2 separate regions of the Mus musculus genome follow, and region 1 is linked to region 2. A link is a contact called in public HiChIP or PLAC-seq data. All regions are on one chromosome and are shown on one strand. The core of a region is the stretch at or near the end of the contact, and the rest is flanking DNA. Distances in the headings are between cores, read along the strand shown.

Evidence for each region. HiChIP or PLAC-seq counts read pairs in DNA pulled down with a chosen protein or histone mark.
Region 1: an H3K27ac HiChIP or PLAC-seq map of bone marrow-derived dendritic cells shows a contact between it and region 2, with 10 times the contacts expected there. The contact joins the promoter of Zc3h12a here to the promoter of Cap1 in region 2. A contact is called at or near these places in 2 of 115 datasets of contacts at active chromatin or transcription factors (bone marrow-derived dendritic cells and memory CD8 T cells) and 2 of 9 other capture datasets (adipose tissue and liver).

The regions. Positions count from the first base shown.
Region 1 is chr4:125,124,399-125,129,581 of GRCm38.p6, reverse strand. Zc3h12a (zinc finger CCCH type containing 12A) reads left to right here and starts at 1,701. Exons shown (of 6, transcript NM_153159.2): 1 at 1,701-1,815; 2 at 2,500-2,976. The coding sequence starts at 2,534.
Region 2 is chr4:122,884,717-122,890,315 of GRCm38.p6, reverse strand. It overlaps Cap1 (CAP, adenylate cyclase-associated protein 1 (yeast)), which reads left to right and starts at 4,240. Exons shown (of 13, transcript NM_001358035.1): 1 at 4,240-4,502.

The DNA of each region.
Region 1 (5,183 bases), core at 452-2,951, 2.2 Mb before region 2:
CAAACAAACCTGCAAAAGATAACAGAGATGCAGCTTTAAAAATTATTGTTGGGAGCTGAAGAGAGAACTCAGTGTTTAAGATCACTGGCCACTCTTCCAGAGGATCCTGGTTTGATTTCCGACACCCATGTTGAAGCTCACAACCATCTGTAACTCCAGTTCCAGGGGTCCTAAGCCCCTTGTGGCCTCCTGGGGCACCAGGCATGCATACAAAATTCCCATGCACATCAATACGGTAATTAAAAACTAAATAAAGTCAATAAAAATTATTGTTATCTCTTTTTAGACTGAATGTATGTAGCTATGTTGGTGGTATCTTTTACTATAAAACCATTTTATTAAAACAGCCAATGTCCTTAGAAGACAACTGCATTTGCTTAGACAGGTGAGATATGACTGAAGTATTGACACACAGTAATTAATTCTTACTTTTGAGTGTTTTGGCTTCCTGAGCCTCAGTTTCCCTATATGCAAGCATGCTGGTGACATAATAGACTTTGTCTTCCTGTGTGCAGGTCCTGGGTTCCCTTTCTCCCTCTCCTGGGCACCTCTCTCTTCTCTAGCACACACACATGCATTCGTGCATGCATGCAGGCACACTGACAGCCAGGCTCCCTTCCCTCTGCCCTGAGTCACTAGTGTCCCCCAGAATGCTCATAGTGGTCCCTGGTGCTACAGAGTGGGAGCTCCTATTTTTTTTTTCCAAGACAGGGTTTCTCTGTGTAGCCCTGGCTGTCCTGGAACTCACTCTGTAGACCAGACTGGCCTTGAACTCAGAAATCCTCCTGCCTCTGCCTCCCAAGTGCTGGGATTAAAGGTGTGCGCCACCACACCCAGCTGGGACCTCCTATCTTGATCTACATGGCTGAGGCCCTTCAGCTTTTTCCTGCATTTCTCAGAGGTAAATGGAGCAAGCATGATAACTCACACCTATAACCTCAGCACACAGGATCCTGATGGATGGGGCCACTGGGCTGTTTGAGGCCGGCATGGGTTACATAGCTTGACCTTGTGTCAGAAAGAACAACAAAAGCCAAAGAAAACAGAAGGTCCCTGAGCACAAGGATCTGTCCAATATCTAAGCCCCAGGATGATAATGTACAGGGCTGTGCTCGACTGAGGGATCTTGACCTCTTGAGGATAAGGGACAAGATGAGTTTTTGCAGTCTGCTTGATAGCATTCTTCACGGACTCTCCCATGGCGATTGGTGTCAATGTCCCTCCTTTTCCTGGCATTTCCTCCACCACTATGCAACTTGTGGTGGTGGAGCCCTCCTGTCTTGGGAAGGTATTTACTTCAAGAAAAGTGTCCCTGGTCCTGAGTGTGACTCTATCGCTGAACAGGCTTCAGTTCACAACCTATGTGACTGAACTGGAGTGGCCGGATCTCTGCCGGCTGTGGCCTCAACTTGTGCAACTAGAAACCTGGACCAAGCCGGTGGACGTGTCAAGTTGTTGAAGTGAACCTGCGAGGCCGTTCTATTCCGGTTTTGCATGGTGCACGGAACCTGCTTCTGCAGAGCCGGCGTTAAGCAGTCGGGTGGTACAAGCCTGGAGCCGCCCAGACTTCGTGTGGCCAGGGGCGTGGCTAGAGATGCTGGGGCGGGACTTGTTCAGAAACGGGGCGGAGCCGGCTCCGACCTACCGTGGGGCGGGGCAGGAGGGAGGCGGAGCAGGAAGGGGCGGCGGCCCTGCCCGGCTTCCGCGTCATTGCCCTTAAAGCACCTGCCCGCCTGTCGCGGCTACGAAGGTGCCGTCAGAGCCCGAGACTCGGCTCCATGGACACCTTACAGACGACGTCCGGCGCTCAGCGGGGTGAGTGCTACCGGGTGGAACGGGTGCTGCGCTGCGTTGGGTCTGACTCCGGGAGGGTCGCGCGCGGGCAGTGTCTCCATCGCTGGGACCCCGCTGAGTTCACCCTGGTGCGTGGAACGGGGTGTCTTGGGGCACCCGGCGTTCTCCGGGCTCTAGCCAGGACCTCCTCGCGTCACCGGGCCCGGTAGCCAACCAGAGTCGCCCAGCAACTTTTCTCTCCGTGGGTCACCCCGGAAACTTGTCCTTCCCAGAATAGAACTCTGTCCCTGAGCCGAAGTATGAGACTCGGAGACGAAGGCGGTGGCCACAATGGGGAAGCCCCTGGGTCCCCTGCGCACTTCCAGCCCCAGTTTCCTTCTGAGAGCCCCGCCCCTGCCTCTTGGGTCCCTTGGGTTGGCATGGAACAGAACGGGGTTTGGGGGTGGAGTCAGACCAAGTTCAAATGTTTGTATCACAAACTTTGAGTTGATGATCTTGAGTAAACGCTTACTGCCTGTGCCTCGGTCTCCCTCTTGTAAAAATAACTAATGCTGAGAGCTCTTTGAGAGCACAGCGTGGGCTGACACGTGAGAATGGCTTTGAATAGCGTCTTCTCAGTTCGTGTTGCCCCATTCTGTGGAAGAGAGTCTGAAAGAGACCTATATTGGGCATTGCTTGCCCTTAACCCTGTGGTCTGGTCAATAGGAGCTGTGATGGACACATTCCAAGAATGTGAAATATGAGTGACCCTTGTGGAACGAAGCCTGTCCAAGAATCCAACCCCACCATGAGTCTGTGGAGTCTTGAGGACAGACACAGCAGCCAGGGTCGACCTCAGCCAGACCAGGATCCTGTGGCTAAAGAGGCCCCTACTTCCGAGCTGCAGATGAAGGTGGACTTTTTCCGTAAACTGGGGTACTCGTCCTCTGAGATCCACAGTGTCCTGCAGAAGCTGGGAGTCCAAGCAGACACCAACACGGTGCTAGGGGAATTGGTGAAGCATGGCTCAGCTACTGAACGAGAATGCCAGGCCCTGACGGCCCCCAGCCCCCAGCCCCCTCTGGTGCCCCGGGGTGGAAGCACCCCCAAGCCTTCCACTCTAGAACCCTCACTCCCAGAGGAGGACAGAGAGGGCAGCGACCTGAGACCTGTGGTCATCGACGGAAGCAATGTGGCCATGAGGTATGTGTGGAGACCTGTGGAATAGTGTCTGTAGCTCTTCCTTTGGGAAGGGGGCTTGGCTTTTCTCTTGGACTGGTGAAGGAACACAAAAGCTGTCTGTGAGATCCCACCATGTGCCAGAAGGAACCCCTTAAGCCTTAAAGACTTCCTCAGGGCTGTTTCTCCAATGCTATAAGAAGGAAAACAGCTCAAATCCTTGCCAAGAGTCACACTTCTTGATAAATGAGAAGCAAAGATTCAAACCCAGCCTTCTTTGCCTGGAGTGTACCTTGTGCCATGGTCTATCCTTGCCTACGGCATGAGGCAGGACAGTATAAGGGATTAACCCGTGGGCCAGTCACTTAGCCAGTTGGGCTTTTTCTTCTCCTGTCAAACTTTCCACTCAGGTGGCCCCTGTGGGGAGAAAATTCATAGAACGTGGAGAGTTACAAGTACTCAGTGGAGCCGGGCGTGGTGGCACACACCTTTAATCCCAGCACTTGGGAGGCAGAACAGGCAGATTTCTGAGTTCAAGGCCAGCCTGGTCTACAGAGTGAGTTCCAGGATAGCCAGGTTCTATACAGAGAAACCCTGTCTCAAAAAAGAAGAAGTACTCAGTGGACAGATGTTATTCCATGACTTGAGTCTTCTGGGATCTCCTTGTCCCCGACTCGAGCTCCCACTGAAGCAAGGCTCATTAGTTATTCAGAGCTTCCTAGCCCTAACCAGCTGTGACCTTTTGGTCAGATCTGGCATCTTCAGATGCGTGTGTACGGGTAGCCTGATGCTCTGGGCTCAGGTGTGCTGTAATGAGAATCTATACTCCCTGAAGCCGCTCAGGCTGGCCTGACCTCTGGGGGTTCCCAGATCTCCTGCCGCCTTTGCATATCTCTCAAGGAATGGGGTGGGGTGGAGGCAGAATGGGAGCCAGGCTGCCTCTGACCTTAAGGAGCCCTGATTTCTCCCTTCTATCCAGGCCGCACCCTCCAGCTCTGCTTTCTCCCAGCTCCCTGCACAGCGGGCTGGTGAGTCAGGACTGGGTGGATAAAGTACAAGGAAAAGATCCTGTTGGCAGGGACCAGGGGAGACCCCAGCAAAAGAACAGGAAGAGGAGAAGTCTCCTTTCTAGATCCCCTGAGGGCTCTCCCAAGAGGACTGCCCAACTTGTTATGATGTCAGCTTCTTCGCCACCTGGCTCCTGGTCCTACCTACTCCCAGCCCAGCTGGGTCAAGTGAGCTGTCCAGCTGGTCCTGGCCCTACTTAGCTGGTTCATGGAGGCAGCCCTTCTCTACCACCTTTGGGTCTGTTGTCACATCTTTAAAATGGGCCGATCCTGGGCTGGAAGGCTGAGAAATGCTGGCTTCTCTGCCAGAGGGCAGAAGGGTCAACTGGTTACCTTCCGAGTCTCGAGTTCTCTCTGAGGTCCTGAATTAGGAGGGGGGTCTGACTTCCCCTGAGAGTCCTAGGCTGGGTGTTAGGAGTCTTGTGGGCAGCCATGTGCTCTGGGTATTTGTTTCTGGGCAGGAGGAGGAGGGGCCTGGGTGGGAGGAGGGGCAGTAGTGGAGGGGTTCAAGAGAGCTGATACCAAAGAGACAGACAGCCACTGTCTGCCCTCTTGCCTGCCTGCCTATCTGCTGGGGGTTTCTGAGCTAGGGTGGCCACGGAAGGGGAATTCCAGCCTCACACTTCCTGTCTCAGCAGCTGCTTGGTTCCTACCCTGCTGCTACACACACACACACACACACACACACACACAGACACACACAAGGGCAGGCCGGCTAACCCCCACCATATGCAAATCGTGGGGAAATTCACCTCTGTTTCCTTCTAAGGGAATTTTCCTCCACAGGAGTTAGGCCCAGCCCAGGTTGTTCTCTCCACCTGGGGAGGCTAGCCCTGCCTTGTCCTTGGGCAGGAATGGGAGCTTTCCAGAGTCACGGCCCTGTCAGGGTGGGGGGCCCTGAACTGTGGACCAGCAGGACTCTGTGGGTGGGAGGAAGTTGGTTTTCCTAGGCCAACCAGGCTTCCTGCATTGCAGTGAGCTGAATGAGCTGTCCAGGCGGTCTGGGCCTCAGGCCTCAAGGGCTCTCCCTGCCAAGAATAGGGCTCTGACTACCTGCTGAGGGAACTGTCCCAGTGCCAGCACTGCTGAGGGCAGACGTGTCCCCAACCTGGGTTTTAAATGCCCACAGGCGGTATACAGCCTAAGCACCCTGGCGTCTTGAGA
Region 2 (5,599 bases), core at 2,991-5,490:
TAATCACCACCACCTCCTCCTCCTTTCCCTCCTCCTCTTCTTCCTCTTCCTCCTCCTCCTCTTCTTCTTCCTCCTCCTTCTCCTCTTCTTTTCTCCTTCTTCTCCTTCTCCTCTTCTTCCTCCTCCTTCTTCTTTAAGTTTTATTTACTTATTTTATGAATGTGAGTGCACTGTAGCTGTCTTCAGACACACTAGAAGAGGGCATCCGATCCCATTACAGATGGTTTTGAGCTACTGTGTGGGTTCTGGGAATTGAACTCATGATCTCTGGAAGAGCAGTCAGTGCTCTTAACCACTGAGCCATATCTCCACCCCCTGCTTAATCACTTCTTTTTAAAAGTCCCAATACTTGCTATTGATTAGAACTGTTTCGATATGAATTTTAGGGGAACACAGTTGTATACAGTTGTAGTTTCATGGGACCAGATGTGCTCTAAGTGATCACAGCATTTGGTTTCCCTCTATCCTCACCATCTTTGTTACTGCCATAAGGATGGTTTCTCTTACCTTTTTTTTTTTTAAAGAATTATTTATTTTATGTATATGAGTACACTGTTGCTGTCTTCAGACACACCAGAAGAGGGCATGAGATCCCATTACAGATGGTTGTGAGACACCATGTGGTTGCTGGGAATTGAACTCAGGACCACTGAGCCATCTCTTCAGCCTGGTTTCACTTATCTTGGACCATATATTTCAGTCTTCTCTCTCCTAAACAAATATATATTTACGTATTTTAAAAAGTATGTGCATGTATGTATGTTGCTGTGTAGGTACATGCATATGAGTGCACATGTTCTTGGAGGCCAGAGGCATCAGGTCCCCCTGGAGCTGGAGTTACAGGCAATTGTGAGTCACCCGACATGGGTGCTGGGAACTGAACTTGGGTTCTTCACAAGAGCAGTACGGATTCTTAACTGTGGAACCATCTCTTTAGTGCCTGTTCTCTTTTTTAAAAATTACAGATTATTATCAAATTATTACTACTGACGTGTGCGCGCGCGCATGAGAAAGAGAGAGAGAGGGAGAGAGAGAGAGAGAGAGAGAGAGAGAGAGAGAGAGAGAGCGCCATAGTACCACGTGGAGGTCAAAGAACAACTTTGTGGAGTTGGTTCTTTCCTTCCACCTTTATGTAGGTTCCAGGGATAGAACTCAGGTCATTAGGCTTTTCAGCAAGCACCTTTACTCACTGAGCTATAGTGCCAGCCCTCTTTCTGACCTTTGATGGGTCTGTCTTGCCCACTCAAGACTATGCTCTACAGAACATTGCTAAAATGCAATCTAATAGCTCTTCCATTACAGTCTGCCCCTCCTGTGGGGGTACAGCCCAGGGGCAGAGCATCGGACCCCACTTCTCCTCTTGAGGGGTTGGTTTAGCCTCTTCGTCCAACCTATGTCAAAGCTGTCCACAGGCACTACTCACCTCATCTTGGCCAAATTCCTATTTCTACCGTTTTACCCATCCATCTCAGCCCAGGAAATGATTATTCTGAATTCAAGGCATTTGCTGGATATGCGCTAGATATGAGCCAATTGTAGATGAAGCATTGTGGTCTGGGCACAGAACAGAATCAGCTAAGGAAAAAGAAAACAACAAAAACAAAACAAACAAACAAACAAAAAAAGCCAGCAGCAAGCTACTGTTTTTTCCCGGGTGTAGAACTGGAATAAGGTAGTATAGTGTTTGGAAAGGCCAAATATATATCCTTCAATATATAGACATGTATACAGCAGGTAATGTTTTCATCCTATCTGTCACTGGAGTCATAAGTGTATGCATCTATATGCTCAGTCAAAACAAGCAGTTCCTCAGCATATTGGCTGTAAGTTATGTTTCCTATCATTGTTTTACAAGATGATTTCAAAAAGGCTGCTTCTATTTCTCATCACAACCCTATAAATTATCATCCCAGTTTTACAGGTAAGGAAATGGTCTTTAATTTGTGTATGTATTATGTATGCATGTATGTGGGCATGCATGCTATTTCAAACGTGTGGCGATCCTTCCACCTTGATGTGTATTACAGAGCTCTTCAGGTTTACGTGGCTGGCACTTTTAATCCAGGAACCATCTCACTGGCCCCCTCTCGTCCCCTCTTTCTTCTATTGCTCTTGGACGCATGGATGGATGATCTGTATACTTTGTGTCCCTACTCACAAAAGAGATTTAGGAGGGTAAAATTGGTTAGGGGGAGGGGCTGTCTGTTCTGAGCTGCATATAGACTCATATTTAACCTTTTGATTTTGTTTTGTTTTGTTTTGGCAAATTGTTGCTTTGTAGTCCAGGCTGGCCTCAGACTCAGAGTCGTCCTATCTCAATCTTCCCAGAGGTGAGATCAAAGGTGTGCATCACAACTCTCTGTTTGATGTTAAGACAGTATTTATTGGTTAAACTTTTAAATTTTAAACGTATTTTATTTATTGACCAGGCAAGTTGGCCCATACTTTTAAATCTAACACTCAGGAGGCAAAGACAGGCAGAGATGTCTGAGTTCAAAGCTAGTCTGGTCTTGGCTCTAGGGTAGCCAAGGGTATGAGAAGTTTTCTCAAGAGAAAATAAAACAAAAATTTTATTTGTTGTGTGAGAGATTGAACCCACATGGACCATGAATGACTTTTTGAAGTCTTCTCTCCTTCTGTCAGGTAGGTGTTGGGGAATCAAACTCAGGATTTGGAAGCAGATGTCTTTCTCCAGTTGAGTCATCTTTCCAGCCCAAATGTATTTGTTTGTTTGAGGCAGGGTCTCACTGTGTCTGGAACTCATTATGTAGACCAGGCTGGCCTTGAACTCACAAAATCAACCTGCCTCTGCTTCCCGGGTGCTGGAACTAAAGGTGAGCATTACCACACCTGCCCCTGAAATGAACATATTATAAACGGATGATTTTTGTGCCATAATTTGGTATGTTGTCATTTCTGTTTTAAACAAACTGGGAGTCATAAACTGGGGGAGGCCAGTAAATTGTCCAAAGCACCTTGATCAAAGTCGGGACGCTAGTAAAGGGCTCGGAGTCAGGAATGGAACAACTTACGTCTACAACCAGAGGCACCCAATGCCTCAAATGTTCCCAGATCTATCTATCACTGGGGATGATTAAATTCATTGGTTCTAAGACAGTCAAATGCGTGCTCTGTTTAAAGTTTCAACATCTACTTTGTGACCTTGGCAAGTTATTCAGCTTCCTCATTTGAAGCTCCGAGGATGTAATGGTACCTACCGCAGAGAGTTGCTATTAGGATTAAATGAAAATGGTTTGAGCGCTCAGCACAAGCCTGGCATGTAGTCAGCGCACAGTAAATGGTAGCTATTATTACATGAACTGTATTTGTTGAATGATTGACTCTGGCATATAACACCTGCATTCAACTTGAACGCGGAGTTGTCAGTCATCCAGTCGAAGGGGTAGGAACCATAGCACAGCACTCGCCAATTTTTTTTCTAGAAATAAATCTTTGTGGGAGGATAATGACCGGTTGGAAAGTGTTAAGTCCGGAGGAAACAAAGACGCGATCCCCCGTCTAAGAAGCAGGGAGGCGAAGACTGCCCTGCAGGCTGCAGTTACAGCTCTGAATCGCACACGGGCTCATTAGCAGCCAGCTGGGCATACATAGCTTGGGGCGATGAAGCCTCAAAAGCAAGATTTTTAAGGAATGGGACAAGATCTCCTTTAATTTTGCTCATTTCATTTCAGGGACCACACCCTACAGGGTGGGAGGAAGAACTCCGAAGCCTGAGGCGGAAGCTTAAGCACAGCCACGGACCTGACCATCTATGGTCACAAAACGCACAGAGCAAACAGGAAGTGGGGCGCGAGTGGAAGATTTTCTCCACCTTCCCAGCCCTAGCCTCGGAATCGAGCGAGGGCGAGCATGCCCAGACGCTCAAAGCCTACTCTATTAGCCTCCGCGACCGAGTCCATTGCTTTTCTGTACTACAGACAGGGAAACCAAGGCTTGCACGCCCAGCCAGGGGCGAAATTTGGTCCCGGTCCCCCCAACCACCAGACACTGGGTCTCAGAGCCTTCTAGCCCCACTGTTGTTCCCTGAACCTCTTCCGGACTGAGGCTAAAAACGTAACGACCTCAGTCTCCGAGCACAAATTGACAAAACAAGCAGCCACTCAGCTGTCTTCCTTTGAGGAGGTGGGGCTTGGTTAGGAACTCCAGCTCCTTATTGGTCTGGGCCTCGGGGCGTGACCAACCGTGGACACGCCCCTTCCCCGAGTTTTCCTCCCCCACCTCCCTTGGAGGCGGAGCCCTTTTCCAAACGCTCCTAAGCCAGATTCTCTCTCCGGTGGCGGGGAATGAGGGCGGAGTCACGAGCGGAGCGGCCAAACTTCTTCCTCTCCCCCGGGCTAGCGTTACAGCCAGTGGTTCATTTCCGGTGGGGGTGCCGCGCCCAGTGAGGGCCCGGAAGTGGGTCGCGCGAAGACCGCTGGGCGGTTCTTGCCGGAAGTGGAGAGCGGCTGATCGCAGTCCGGAGGTGAGGCGGAACTCTTAAGGTGAGGGTTGGTGGTTGGATAAGGATTGGGATGGTCTTTGGGGCCCACCGGGTCCTGGCCGTTAGTAAAGGCTGTGCTAGCCTACGCGCGTTTGAGGAGTCTTGCTGAAAGGCCGGGGTTTGGGCCCTTCGGCCATCCCGGGCTCCTGGGTGCGGTCTCTTGAGGTGGGGCTGGGGTACCAGATTGAACCAGGAGGTCTTGGGGAAGCCACTTTCTCCTTGATTTCGCAGCTCTGCCTATCAGCCTCCGCGGAGGCCTGATTCCTAAAGGCATCCTAACCAACTGAATGGACCCTGGGAGACCTTAGAATTTCCTCCTGACCGGGTCTTGTTCCCATTACTCGGATGGGTAACTTGATCTCGGAGAAGAAAAGAATCTGGTTTTAGAGAGAGGTTTCCAGTCCTAGATCCTTCCTTTCCTTGGAACCTCTCTAACTTTCGATCTGGGCAGCTGCAGGTTAAAGGCTATCTGGTAGTAGAACTAAAAAAAAAAAAAAAGTTAAAAATTTGGAATGCCTGTTAAATTTAAGGTAGGCTAGTAAGCCCTGCGTTTACGTTCAGTGAGCTCCCCTTACTCTTAGACTGCCACTGTTCACTCGCAATCCAAGCTAACTTTATGGGAGGTGCTGTCCACTTCTGGATCTGAAGTCAGATGATTCAGGTTGGGTCTGGCACAGTTGCCAAGTGCCTGTGGTCGTAGGATCGCTGTGTTTATTCTGTGTTGGCAACATGGAAAATGTCATCGAATACAGCTTTGAAAAGTCTAGTCATTGCCCCCATCGAGTTAGCAGTGAAAGACAGTTAAGAAATAGTTACAAATGTGGTGAGGGTGCTGTGGAAGGACGCAGCAAGGGAGTCAGAAGCGTTTTGAAAGATCAAGAGGGTGTGTGTGTGTGTGTGTGTGTGTGTGTGTGTGAGAGAGAGAGAGAGAGAGAGAGAGAGAGAGAGAGAGAATATATTAGATAGAGGTTAGTTAGTATCAGAACTGTCAGCTGTAGCTCTTTGTACTGCTTTCCCTTGAAGTGAAAATCCAGGGTTAGAACAGCACGTTCATCATCTGCCAAGCATTTATTGGACCTCAGTATGTGTGAAAACATT